3 separate regions of the Mus musculus genome follow, and regions 1 and 3 are each linked to region 2. Evidence: chromatin contacts called from public Hi-C and HiChIP or PLAC-seq data. All regions are on one chromosome and are shown on one strand. The core of a region is the stretch at or near the end of the contact, and the rest is flanking DNA. Distances in the headings are between cores, read along the strand shown.

Region 1 (4,363 bases), core at 1,542-4,041, 280 kb after region 2:
ACCTTACAGGCACCACCTGAGTGCTTGGCTATATATGTGGCTGTCTCTCAGTGGATTCCTTCAAATCCAATCAGCATGATTGGATTCTTGACCTGCTTGTGCTTTGCTGCTCTCTGCTGTGCCCCCTTCCATTGTTTGCTCCCATCTATCCCTTATAGTCATTTACACAATGCAAGCTGATGACCCGTGGTGAGATTTCCCTTTCCTCTGGTGATAATGACCCTGTCACTCCAGGTTCCTGTTTCAGTGGAGCGTGAAGAGACTTAGGCTGATTGATTGAGACTGAGCTGGAGTGAAATAGGATTTCACTCAAGGGTCCATTACCTTTTCAACATAATGTCTCCGAGAGAATGAAAACCCAGAGTTCCTTGAGGACACCGTCTTCTCTGGGTCAGCTGCAAATCAGAGAGATTGTATTTGGCCCACACTAGGCTTGAAACATCTAAAATAGGGATTTCCCCCTCCCCTGCTTTTCTTTAAAATTGAAAAAAATCCTAGATCCATGTCTGTTCCTGTGACAGTGGGCTGGTGTTGAGTGGCCTATTGTCCTTTGGTGAGGACGTGGCCACTACACATGTTTGTCCGCACAGTTTTACTGCTTCTCAGGCTCATGTTGGCTTCCACAAACACTTGGATCTCTGTGCTTTGATTTATCAAAAATAAGGAAAACAGCATTTATTGAGTGCCTTCTACACATGAAACATCGTGCTTTATAATTTTTTTTTTTTTTTTTTTGGTCTTTTTGGTTTTTCGAGACAGGGTTTCTCTGTATAGCCCTGGCTGTCCTGGAGCTCACTTTGTAGACCAGGCTGGCCTCGAACTCAGAAATCCGCCTGCCTCTGCCTCCCGAGTGCTGGGATCCTGCCTTATAATTTGTACAAAGTATCTCTTCTTCTTCTTAAGAATCCAGTGAACTAGCCGGGTGTGGTGGTGCACGCCTTTAATCCCAGCACTCGGGAGGCAGAGGCAGGCGGATTTCTGAGTTCGAGGCCAGCCTGGTCTACAAAGTGAGCTCCAGGACAGCCAGGGCTATACAGAGAAACCCTGTCTTGAAAAAACCAAAAAAAAAAAAAAAAAAAAAAAAAAGAGAATCCAGTGAGCTATTATTTTTTAGGGGGGAAGGTATTTTGTTTTGTTTTGTTTTGTCTTTTGAGATAAGATTTCTCTGTGTAGCCCTGGCTCCCCCGGAATTTGCTCTGTAGACCAGATAGGCTTCTAACTATCAGAGATGTCCCTGCTTTTGCCTCCTGAGTGCTAACAGTAAAGGTGTGCACCAGCACTGCCCCACCGAATTAAGTGAGATTTAATCTCCATGGCTACAGGGATTATCTTTTGCCACTGTGAGAGGTCACCCTGCCTAGCATAAGTAGGGGCTCGAGGTAGGAGCTCAGGAGCATTTGTTGCAGAAATGCATACATAAATAATAAAAAAGACATTTTCATAAATAAGGAAGCCAAGGCCCAAAGTAATTAAACAAGTTGATCAGAATTCAGACAGCTGGTGGGGAAGCAGGGCACAGCTCGGATTCAGACAGAGCAGAATGGAGGAGGGGAAAGGCCTTGGACCACTATGGCCATGCACACAGAAGGCACACGGGGAGGACTCACTGAACTGATTGAGAGTGACGCCCTGCATGTCCTTATTAGTCCATTGAGAAGGTGGCAAGGCTTTGTTTTAGTTTATAAAGTCCATCTGAAAGCTGATGGTTTTAGGTACCCAGAGCTTTGAGGTTTCCCGAAGTGAATGTTCTGTTTTTACACGCAACAGGAAGAGTTAATGTTTCTGTCCACAATCAACATGGGCTGCATACATGGAGCCGGAGGCTTCCTTCATTGAAGGGTAGTGCTTCCTACTGCCACAGTACACAGGGATGTATTAGAAAGCTTCTTTGTACAATTCACAAGAGGCCCCGAGACTGGCTTAAAAAGCATGGCCTTTTCAAAAGAGAAGGGATTGTTCTGGTTGAAGGAAAGAGGGTAAAGGTGACTTAGTTTCTGACTCTGTGCTGATGAGTCCTAAGCTGGTGAATCATTTCAATGTCTTACAGACAAAATCTCAGAATTCAGATAACTGCTGCATTTCTTATAGCCCCCTGTCTACTGTGACCCTAAAACTGCACATCAAAAATTGAACATATCTTGTATGTGTGCATGTGTGCAGCTGTGCATGTATGTTGGGGATGTTGGGGTCAAATTCAGGGCCTCCCTCAGATAGGCACATACTCCACCACTAAGCTACACCCCTAGCCTAATATGCCATGCCTTTGTCCCCAAACCAGATTTTCTTTCCTTCCCCACCCCCATCTGTGGCTATTTATTCTTTCATTTCATAGGCTCCAAAGTTTGGGATTTTCTATTATTCTTTTCTCTTTATGAACTATATATTCAAATACTTTTCCATTACATATCTCATCATATTCCTTTTCTCCCCCCTTCCCACTTAAGAACAGCCTCTATCACTTCAGATACGGCTGGGCTCTTTGTATCTAGACTCTTTAATATCACCGTAGACTACCGTCAGATTCCTCTAAAACATCATGCTCCAACCCACGTTCCAAGTCTGTGTTATCTTCTCATGGCTTGGCATAGCATTTCCCAATATGTGCTGTGCAACACTTTAGTTCCGTGGGAAATGAATAGGTGTTAAGTAAAAAACAGATGCTGGGATCAAACGCTAACGCTGAGAAAGTTGTGAGTCACTTCTTTCCCGAGGGATGATTCATAGCTTTGATATGTTAATGTGCCTTATTACACAGCCTTCCTCAAGACTTGTGCTTTCACAGAGGCCTTTTCGGTAGAGAATTTCACTGGCCTAGATCCTCATGCACAGCGTTTGGGAAACCCTGGTCCACCAATCCAAGGCCATACTCCCTGTGATGATTAATTTTATGTGTCAGCTTGACTGGGCCATGGAATGCCTAAATATTTGTTCAGCCGTTATTTGAGGTATGTTTCTAGATATTATTAGCATTGAAACTGGTCTACGTAGTAAATCATATCCTTCTACCTAAACTGAACAAAGAGACTAACAGACGACTTTACTTGCCTGGCTACCTTTGGACTGGGATTTTTTTTTTCTTCTTTTTTTTTTTCTCTCTGAACATCTTTTTTTCTTGGGCCTCCAACTCCCCATACAGATCTTTTATTATTTATCATTATTGTGCGGTTTTTTTTTTTTTTTTGTTTTTTGTTTTTTTTGGTGCAGGTGTGCATGCTACAGCATGCATGTGGAAGTTTGAGGACAGCTGTGTGGAGCGGTTCTCTGCTTCCATCTTTATAAGGATTCTAAGATTATACTCAGGTCATTAGTCTTGCATGCTGAGCCATCTCCCTGGCCCTCACCTTGCAGATCCTGACCCTTGGTGATCATGCAAGCTAATTCTTGTGAGTGTGTATACACACATAGACTGTCTCAGGTTTATGAGAATTAGGCTTGTGATTGTTTGACCTTAAGATGGATTTATCAAGATGTAACTTCCACTGTGCCCTATGGAAGATAACTGGAAATGAGCTGTTGCAAGAATGAATCTCTGGCTGGGATGTAACTCAGGCCTTGAGTAGCCTGTGGGAGGCCTTGAGTTAGATTCACAGCACTGGGGCACGGGGATGGGATGGGGAGTTGGGTGTTTCCTAGCCTTTAAATCTCTCTGTACTTTCCCCCTGGGACATCCCTAGCTTCCTAACTTCCTTGCATTCAACCTTGAACTCAAGGTCCAAGTGAAGTCCAATCACTGCAGCTTAGAGTCAATTGCAGAGCACTTAAGATCTTGCAGGGATTGCAGCACCCAGGGTATGTAAGTCAGATTCTCTGAGAGTGGGGCTCTGGCATTGGTAATCGACTAAGTTCTCCAAGTGTTTCCAGGAGATAAACATAGTTTAGAATCAGCCCAGGTAGTCCTGATGCCTGAACCCCGTCCTCAGTTGTCTATATCAATAGATTTGGGGTGGGGCCCAATAATTTGCATTTCTAACAGTTCTCAGGTGCTGCTGGTCTTGGGGTCTCACCTTGAGAGGCTCTGTTTACAAGGATCAGGGGCCCAGGTCACTCTGTGGACTGAGGAAAACCTGATCTTATGCACATTAAAGGAGTAGCTGAAAGCATTACTCTGCATAGTAGCTACCAATTGGTGGCCAGGCTTGATGGCATGTGCCTTTAACCATTGAGTCAGTTCAAAGCAATGCTTTCTGTTAAAAAGTAATCTTTTAAGATCAGAGATTTAGGGCTGGTGAGATGGCTCAGTGGGTAAGAGCACCCGACTGCTCTTCCGAAGGTCCAGAGTTCAAATCCCAGCAACCACATGGTGGCTCACAACCATCTGTAATGAGATCTGACTCCCTCTTCTGGTGTCTGAAGACAGCTACAG
Region 2 (4,754 bases), core at 1,401-3,900:
AATTAGCACAGGCCTGACAGTTTCCAGCTCCCACACCATACAGTAGATTCTCTTCAGCCTTCCTTTCCCAAGGATATCCTGGCCAGTCTCTCTTTAGAGCATCTCTAGGTGCCAGCTTCTTTACAAAGGTCCTAGTCTGGGCCCTTAAAACCTATTGCTGCCTATGTCTCAATTCCTTTGGCTTAGTCTCACATAAAGTGACAAGAGTGATCCTTCTACTAAGTAGCAATGATCATACCAATTACATTACTAAAAGCCTCCAGCTGCTCTCCAGCTTCTATTCAGACCATCTAATATAACATTCAAGAAATTCCTTTTGCTCTCTGTCCCTAGTCTTCCTTTCTAGATTCTTTTCAGTAGTTATGGTTTGGCAGGAGTGGCAGGGGTCAGCGCGGGAAGCCGGGGGAGCAGGGCCAGAGAGTGCAGGGCAGGAGCCGGGGCGGCCAGCTTCGCTTCCGAGAGTTCGGGTTTCCCCTTCTCGGCCCCGTCTCTCGTCGCCGGCCTCCCACACGGGGTTGGAGCCCTGGCGGGCGCCCCCGACAATAAGCCCAGACTGGAGGTGGGCTCACACTGCAGCATAAAATTCCCTACATGTTATAATCTCTCAAGGTTCAAAGGGCTCTCAATTAGGAATGTTGAATGGTGGGCTCCTACAAATTCTTCAAGACCTAGTTCAAATGACACTTTTTGGGGGGGGGGGGTTCGAGACAGGGTTTCTCTGTGTAGCCCTGGCTGTCCTGGAACTCACTCTGTAGACCAGGCTGGCCTCGAACTCAGAAATCCGCCTGCCTCTGCCTCCCAAGTGCTGGGATTAAAGGCGTGAGCCACCACGCCCGGCCAAATGACACTTTTATTATGACTTTTTTTCACTCTCTCAAGGAAAAGCTGTTCCCGTGGCATTTTATTCTCACCTCCAGTGTGACATTTTCTGGTTTTCTCCCATTCTACTAGGAGATCTTCAGTAAATACCAGACCTATTTACTTCTAAATCCCCAGTTCCTAGCATGCATTGGACTCCCAAGCCTGGGCAAATACCATGAAACCTGTGAATAGCTGAATGAGAAGACCACCAGATTAGGAGTTGAGGAAGATCAGATTACGCATTAAACGTTGCTTATTGTATGCCTGAGTGAGTGGCCAATGACTGAGTCCTAGATTCCAACAGAAACCATTGAACTACACAATCAGTGCATCGCTGAAGTCTTAATGGGGAACCTCACCCTGGAACTGGGTGGGGAGATATAGGGAGAAACCTTGTGAAATGGTCATTTCCGCAGGACAAACGGCACAGGCTACACTTGGTTTCCTCATTTACTGATTCATGCAACATTAACTCAGGGCCTACTGAATGCCAGGACACAAACATGATCACAAAAATCTAGGCATTATGTTCCAAGGTTCTCAAAGGCTAACCCTCCCCCACCTCAGTTTCTGGGTGAGTAGAGACAGCAGATGGCACCAAACCCCAGGGAGCCCAGCTTAGTCTGGTACCGCTCCAATTTCTCTCAGGACTAGTTTGAACTAGTGCCTAGGACCACCAATGCAGGGCCTGCCTAACCTCCCTGACAAACACTAACTCTCAGCCTTTCCTTCCTTCTCCTGAGGCTTAACTACAAGAATGGGCAGCTCTCGTCCATCTATCGACAGCAAGTCAGCCAAGCTACACATTCAATTCCAACTCACTTCTATTTCCTACCTGCTGCTGTGCCTTTAAACACAAAACCAATTATAGGTACAAACAAGCTCAACACTTTCCAAGCCGGGTCCCTGGTGAACGCTGCCGTTCTGGCTTTGCTGCCCTGGTTCCCGAACTAGCACAGTGCCCCAAGGGACCTGGCGTCAGAGGCACGAAGGTGTCCAGAACTTAGCTCTGAAAGCCCTGGGGCCCTTGGATATGGCGGAAGCACCTACTCCCGGGAACTCCAGGAGCAGAAGGAAGTAAGGGGTAAGGGGTGGGACAAGGCCCGCGGGGCTAGAGCCCAATCTCCCGGATGCTGCGCCGCTTCCCTTTTGTCAAAGTGTAACAAGTCAAACAAGGTTTCCCTTCTGCCTCTGGCCCAGGCAGCCTCAAAGGGAACACTGCTGCCGCGGACGCTCCCCACGAACGAATGGCATGTCAATTCTCCCTGCTCCAGGGGCTCAGGAGGAGCCTAAGGCGCCTCGCCAGGGCTGCCCCTTCTCCACTGGCACTACCTCCCGGCCCCGGCCCGTACTCACCGGCCACCTCCAGTCTGGGCTCATCGCCGGGGGCGCCCGCCGGGGCTCCAACCCCGTGTGGGAGGCCGGCGATGAGAGACGGGCCGAGAAGGGGAAACCCGAACTCTCGGAAGCGAAGCTGGCCGCCCCGGCTCCTGCCCCGCACTCTCTGGCCCGGCTCCCCCGGCTTCCCGCGCTGACCCCTGCCACTCCTGGTCCCGCCGGTGCCCCAGCGTCGCAATTCCGCAAGCACCTTCGCGTTTCCCGAGCTTTTGGATCTTCTGGCCTGGGAACCCGGTGCCGCCGGGACAATGGGGGGGCTCCTGGAGGCGGCACAGGAACAGCAGCGGCGAGACCGTGGCGGCAAAGGCTGTGGCAGCGGCGGCAGCAGCAGCGACGGCGACGGCGTCCGCCAGGGTAAACGTGGTCCCGTGGCGCTGTATAGACGCACTTTCGCCACGGTTCCTCGCCGGTCTACTGAGGAGCTTGAGACCAACCTGTCGGTCTGAAAAAGATCTCTGGACACCTTAAAGGGCTCAGCAAGCGCCTCCATGTTCTAAGTGGAGTTTCTGGCGAGCGAAAGCTCAGTTTTGGGGAGTCTGAGTCCTCGGGCCGTTTGTGGCGAATCTGCGACTACGGACAGGCAGCGCGAGGCTGGGCGTGAGGAGCCCGCCCTTCTCCCCTCCCCCTCTGCCGCCGCCTGCTCCCTCCCTCCTGCTGGCGCGACTGCTGCGGTAGGGACCTGGCCTTGGTCTCCGAGGAAGGCGACTGGGAGGAACGGGGCGGGAGCGCCGGGTGGGGCGGAGTTGAGGGCAGGGCCTAGAGCCGGACGAACGCAAGGGAGCCGCAGAGGCCCGCAGATATGGTCAGGGGCGGGGCGACGTGGGAAGACTAGGCCGGCGCGGGAGGGGCTTGTGTTTAGGGGGTGGAGCTGCGGGAAAGCGGTGCCCTGATGCGACGACCGCAGCCGGAAGAGTGGGCCCGAGGGGCCCAAGTAACGAAGGGCGGAGCTTTGGGTAAGCCTGGAAGGTGGAGCTAAACTAGGGATGAAGCTACAGCTGGGAAAGCGCACCACAGTGCTGCAGGGTAAGGGCGGGACTTAGGAACGTAAGGGGCGGGGCTTCCGCTGAAATGTGAGACTGAAGGGTGACGAGGCGTGGCCCTAATGAGGGAACTGAGTTTGGGGAGGTTCCAGTGCATTCCAGTAAAACTGTAGGACTCAGATTGGCAGCGCTGGACTACAAGGTTACCGGTAGCTGATTGGAAGACGGTATCAAAACACACAGCCCATTGAATATGACTGACACCTCAAGTGTGATCGTGGGAAATTCTTCTTTGGGTTCTTCAATTGTAAACCTGGAACTCGAAAATTCTGTCAGTTCCTGGGGGTTTCAGAGAATTTGGATGTCAGGGATCATCATTGTCAAGCAGTGCTTGTAGTTTTGTCACTGAAGAGTATGATAGTCTTCCAAGATGCTAGAGTCACTGAGAACGCGGTTTATTTTCATGCGGACTTGGTATTCAGCTCCCTAAAGTGCACGTTTTCTTATGACACGTTTCCCCCGAGAAATGCCAATAAAACCAGCACTCCAAGTTGTTTCCTGGTCAAAAGGGGGGGTCTGGCGTAAAATCGGTGGTTTCTATAAAGAAATGGCTTATTGCAGCGGAGTTTCTCATTATTAAATGGGGATAATATATAGTCCCTCTGTCCCGGGGTTATGATAAGGATTAAGAGAGTTGAAGACTGTAAATTGCCTAATACAGTGTCTGTTGTATAAGATTCGCATGCACAAAGAAAATACAAGCTATTATACTCATCCAGAAAATTCAGAATAAACCAGTAATCGCAGCACTCAAGAGGATTGAATTAGGATTGCTCCAACTGCTTATGAGTTCCAGGTCAGGCTGAGCCATACAGCAAGACCCTATCTAAACAAAACAACCAAAATAAATGAATCAAAGAAGTTATACAGCTTTTTTTCATTATTGAAGGCTTTGCACACACAAGGACAGGGATATATCACAACAGCCGTTTCTTTTTTATTAAAAAACAAAACAAAACTTTTTTTTTTAATGACAAAGTCCAGATAAGTTGCCTACACTGGCCTTGAACTTGTGATTACAGGCTTGTACCACTAGGACCTCACAGTTGTCTTAAAGCTAGCTCTTTTGGGGTGAAGAACCTTTTAGAAAATCTCATGAAAGCTATGGGTCTGTCCTGAGGAAAAAAGTGTTCAAGTATGTATAACAAGTTTTCTTAAAGATTTATTTATTTATTTTATGTATGTGAGTACACTGTAGCTGTACAGATGAGTACACAGTAGCTGTACACCTGAACCTTCATGTGGTTGTTGGAAATTGAATTTTAGGACCTCTGCTCGCTCTGATCAACCCTGCTTGCTCAGATCTTGCTTGCTCCGGCCCAAAAATTTATTTATTATTATATATAAGTACACTGTAGCTGTCTTCAGACACACAAGAAGAGGGTATCAAATCTCATTAATGGTGGTTGTGAACCACAGTGTGGTTGCTGGGATTTGAACTCAGGACCTTTGGAA
Region 3 (4,283 bases), core at 398-2,897, 360 kb after region 2:
GCTAGAATGGCCGTTTCCTGGGTTCCTGCTCCCAGCGGCCACAGAGAGCAGTCAGAGTCACCTGGCTCCAGGCTCCTAGAAGAGACAGGAAGGAATCTGGTTAGCTGCATATTCACATTCCAGGGCATAGGACACTAACTCCACTTTTCTCTGAGGATCTAGGCTTAAGGCAGGTTAATCTCTGAGCATATCTTCCTCTAATGACACTTGTGGCTTCTGCATAGCAGAGGGCCTACATGTCCCTGGGAAGGGTGAGGCAGGAGGATGTGGGCTGTGGCATCTGCTTATGAACTCTGTAACCTCCTCTTTCTGTGTCCAGAGCTATAATAAGCCTATGATTCACCAGGTGAACTGCTCAGGCAGCTGCTGTGCATTCCCCAACTGAGCCCTTGGTGCTCACCCACTGATCACTAGGCGGGAGGACCCTGTCTCACTTTACCTACCTCTCCAGACCCGTTCTAGCTGCATACTCTCTTGGGGAGCCCTTAGAGGCTGGTACGGATAACCTGTTCATTTCTAAACCCAAGCCAAATCACATGTTGGGCCATTCCAGAAGGACAAGTGGAAGGTGGTACCTAGTTTGAGAAAGTTATGGAAGTCTCTTTCAGTGAACTCTTGGGGGACAAGACACTCTCATGACAGTTTATTATCAGGCATCCTATGGTACTTGATGCCAGTTTGACCTACCACACTGAACTATTTGAAATGCCAATGAAATTAGGACTCTCTAATGAAATGCTGGAGACTCCTACTGAGTCTTTACTACTGGTGGGTTTTGTTGTCTGGGTTGGAATGCTGGCACCCTGGTAAGTCATTTTCCACTTATATATAATGTAGCCCCTAGGATGCTGGGGTTACCATAGTTGCTACTATTTATAGGGAGCTTACTGTGTACCTAGGTACTGAGCCAAACTGTTTCTGTTCATACTCCATCTCCCAAAAGCTCTTTACATTTGAATCCCCCCGCTCTGTAATATTTTCAATTCTTAGCACTTGTCATTTTTACCCATTCTATCATTCAGCGTGTAGTTAAATTCTGTTGTACTGTCATATGGTGCTTCTTGCCTTTATAACGCCAGTGGGCCCTTTAGTAAGCTTTTTGTATGTATTTGTTGAAATTGTCCATTAAAGAGTCTCCAAAGAGAGCTTATTTTACTGGTAAAGGAACTAAGACGAGGGAGTCAGAATGGCGCTGTCCCACCTTCTCTGAGCCTGAAGGCAGCCCTGTCTGCCAGATCTCTCTGCAAAGCTGAAACCTCTGGCACTGTCCCTGTTATCAAGTAATTCTTTCAAAAATAGTGGCCTCTCCTGCATGCATCAGACTCTGCCAGAGTCTCAGGCAGAGTGACAACTCGTCATATAGTTGCTAGTTTGAGCACGACGCAAAGAAAAGAATCTTTCTGTGTTTGTTAGAAAATCTCCAGCCTAACTACTACTAGCTCGAGTTTGCAGGAGCCTCCCAGGCCTTCCCAACCTGATTTCCCCCTCCTGCCGCCTTCCCTTTTGTGAGCGTTTCTTCCCCTTTTTGCTTGCAGCTAGTTCAGCTCTCCTGTAGGCTACAATGTGTCAGTTGTTATAAAATCCGGGAGGCGGAGTCTAGTGACGAGGGCGGTGGGGGAGAGCTCAGCCAGCCCTGCAGGGTGAGCAGTCCAGCCCTGGGTCCAGCGGAGCTAAAACGCTACAGCCGGGAAAACTTCCACCTCCCTCTCCTGGTTTTGATCCTCACCGTCCAGCAGACCCGAGGCGCCGATCGACCGGAGGGAGGATGAGAGATGACCGGTCCTTTGGCAACCTGACCATTTCCTTAGCAGAGCCTTCCAAAGCGAACCGGAGACTGGCCACACGACCCAGGAGGCGCCGCGCCTCTTGTGGATGTGTGTGTATGAGTGAGCAAGCGGGTGTGTGTGTGTGAGTGAGGGTGTGTGTGTGTATGCGTGTGTGTGTGTGTGTGCGCGCGTGTGTGTATGCGCGCGCTTGTGGTGTGGATGGGTGTGTGCACAGCACAATTGCGTGGAAGCGTGTCTGGGTGAGCGTGTGTGTGCACTCGTGAATGTGTTTGTGTGTGTGTGTGTACGTGTGTGTGTGTGTTTGTGTGTGCTCTTGGCTGCTATTATTATTATTTTGGAAGAAAAATCCTGGAAATCTGGGGCAGGTTATGGTACTCCCAGGGTGACTTCTTTTGCAAGAGGAGCTGACCAGAGCAAGCCACTAGAGCCATTTCCCTGCCAGCAGAGAGCATTTTCCTCCCAGAAGAAGGATTTCAACCCCGGGGCTCTGTAGCCAAGTAAAAGAGATTAGCCCTTGAAACCTGTGAAATCGACCATTGCTGTGTGATTACCCAGGCTTGGGAGAGGACTTGGAGAGAGAAGGAGAAATAGATCAAACAGCCTGTCAGTTCTCTTTGCCACGTCGGAAGATGTCATCTCAAACTAAGTTCAAGAAAGACAAAGAGATCATTGCTGAATATGAAGCCCAAATAAAAGGTGAGTGGTGGGGCCGAGGGACTTTGCCTTCTCTCCGTCCCCTTGTCTCTCCCTCTGCTGTCTCTTCCTTCGCCTCCCTGCCTTCTTGAGAAGTTGCTATGCAGCAATAATCTTATTGTAAGGAGGAAGGACCGGGTGCTGGCTGCACAAGTCCAGACTGGCTCCCACTGCAGATAGTGCCTGGGCTGGGAGCGTGAATTACAGAAAGGGCAGAAATCTCTGCATTGCAGGTGTGTGAGGAAGGGACTTTAGGAGTGTCGCCGGTACTCCATCATCTTGGCAGTGATATGTCACTCTAAGGCCATTTTGACAGTCAAGGCCTCCTCCCCCTCACTCCCATCGAGAAAGCCCTTTGCTATTTATGTATATATTTTTTGATCTGCTCTCCCCATCCCTTCTTTTGGCTTTTGTGGGTGGTTGTTTTTGCCTCTGCTGCCTTCTCTGGGCTGAAATTCAAATGCATGAGTATGGGCTGCGGGGGGTGGGGGTGGGGTGGGGGGGTGGGGGGGGTGCATCGCATCCTTAAGTAGCCCTTCTTTGTCAGCATTTCTTGCCTGGTCTGAGTTGCCATGGATTAACTGTTATGGGACATATTGATCCAGACTAATGCAGGCATTTAAGCATAAAGAGAGAGTTCTGTGCCGAAAATGTATTATCTTCCAGCGTGCAGCCTGGTCCTTCTGTACACCGGTGTTTCGGGTCATCAGCTTTGGTTAAAAGCCAACACCTCAGTGTACGATTTGGACTGGTAGGTGCCGCTTGGCTCCCGTGGTTCTGGGAAAGTCTGCCTGCTAGGAGAGTGAGATGCCCTTTGGGTGCTGGTTCCAGCTTTGGTAGCATAGAACCCATACTTCTTGCAGAAGCTGCTCCCTAAATCCTTGCTAGCTGAGAGGAAGAGAAGGGCCCCAGTTGCACAGCTAAAAGAAGGCAAGCAGCCTCTGCCCTCGAGCCAGACGGTGGGCTTCCTGCACCCTCGGGCTGTCTAAGCACAGCTTCAGCAAGGAGAGCTGAAGGTTCCCTGCCCTGCTTCTCCTTTGCGGAGCCTGTGGGGGAGAGAAGCAGCTGGGGCTCTGAGCACCCATTTTCTTTCCAGTCCTTGGTTCTCCTTGCTGCGACGCAGGGCGTGTTGTGGTCTCACACGGAGTGGGCACACTGCATCTTCAGTGGGTGTGGAGAGGCCTGGTTTGGAGGCTGTTGAGCAGGGTGCTGCTTTGAGGTTCTGGTGACCAGAGGATGCCACGCCTGTTTCTGTGCTGCCTGAGGGCTCCACACCGCAGGAAATCAGTAGCCTCAGGCTGTCTGTCTGTCCTGTCTGTGTTGCTTTCAACCTTCTGATTTGGGGGGGGGAAGCTTTGGAGAACAGGCATGGGGTGGGGGTAGGGGCTTTGTGTTTTCCTTGTCTTTGGTTGTGGGCCCAGCCAGGATGTTAACCGTCCCTGGGTAGATCCCAGGGATTAAAGAAGAGAGATCTCTCCTATTCCCTGGGCCTCCTCCTTAGTTTTCAGCTCAGTGTCAGAAACAGTGACTTAAATGTATCAGCCTTGCTGTCAATTGAGAAACAAGCCCTTTAGCTGTCAGAGACTGGGATTCATCCTGCCGGTCAGAACAAAAACCAATTTTCAATTTTGTATATTTACTTTTTAGGGAGTGAATTTACACACACACACACACACACACACACACACACACACATATTCTCAAAACATATATATATATATATAACACATATTACATATGTGTTTGTATGTGTGTGTGTGTTGAGATTATCTTGACTACTTTAAAAAAATTGATATTCCCATA

Evidence for each region. A called contact is a pair of places that touch in the nucleus more often than the background predicts. HiChIP or PLAC-seq counts read pairs in DNA pulled down with a chosen protein or histone mark.
Region 1: an HNF4G HiChIP or PLAC-seq map of pancreatic cancer cells shows a contact between it and region 2. The contact joins the enhancer-like site here to the promoter of Brpf1 in region 2. A contact is called at or near these places in 5 of 39 promoter capture datasets (3T3-L1-derived adipocytes, the C10 cell line, the HPC-7 cell line and 2 more), 2 of 15 datasets of contacts at CTCF or cohesin (the NIH/3T3 cell line and large pre-B cells), 31 of 484 Hi-C or Micro-C datasets (the Ba/F3 cell line, the C2C12 cell line, ECoMG myeloid progenitors and 22 more), 14 of 115 datasets of contacts at active chromatin or transcription factors (the 230-238 cell line, the HPC-7 cell line, Th17 cells and 10 more) and 3 of 9 other capture datasets (adipose tissue, embryonic stem cells and liver).
Region 3: a Hi-C map of the N1E-115 cell line shows a contact between it and region 2, with 4 times the contacts expected there. The contact joins the promoter of Srgap3 here to the promoter of Brpf1 in region 2. A contact is called at or near these places in 1 of 484 Hi-C or Micro-C datasets (the N1E-115 cell line) and 1 of 115 datasets of contacts at active chromatin or transcription factors (pancreatic cancer cells).

Annotation. Positions count from the first base shown.
Region 1 is chr6:113,023,414-113,027,776 of GRCm38.p6, reverse strand. No RefSeq gene overlaps it. Among named protein-coding and RNA genes, the nearest start is that of Gm43868, 21 kb to the left of the region's middle. Within about 2 kb of position 2,791, at least 80 of the 459 cell types and tissues checked have an H3K27ac peak or open chromatin away from gene starts, as enhancers often do. A contact at or near this core is called in the C2C12 cell line, the HL-1 cell line, adipose tissue and 6 more, where this site is marked.
Region 2 is chr6:113,305,033-113,309,786 of GRCm38.p6, reverse strand. Brpf1 (bromodomain and PHD finger containing, 1) reads right to left here and starts at 2,650. Exons shown (of 13, transcript NM_030178.2): 1 at 2,450-2,650. It overlaps Cpne9 (copine family member IX), which reads right to left. Exons shown (of 21, transcript NM_170673.3): 21 at 4,216-4,754.
Region 3 is chr6:112,944,630-112,948,912 of GRCm38.p6, reverse strand. Srgap3 (SLIT-ROBO Rho GTPase activating protein 3) reads left to right here and starts at 1,647. Exons shown (of 22, transcript NM_080448.4): 1 at 1,647-2,483. The coding sequence starts at 2,417.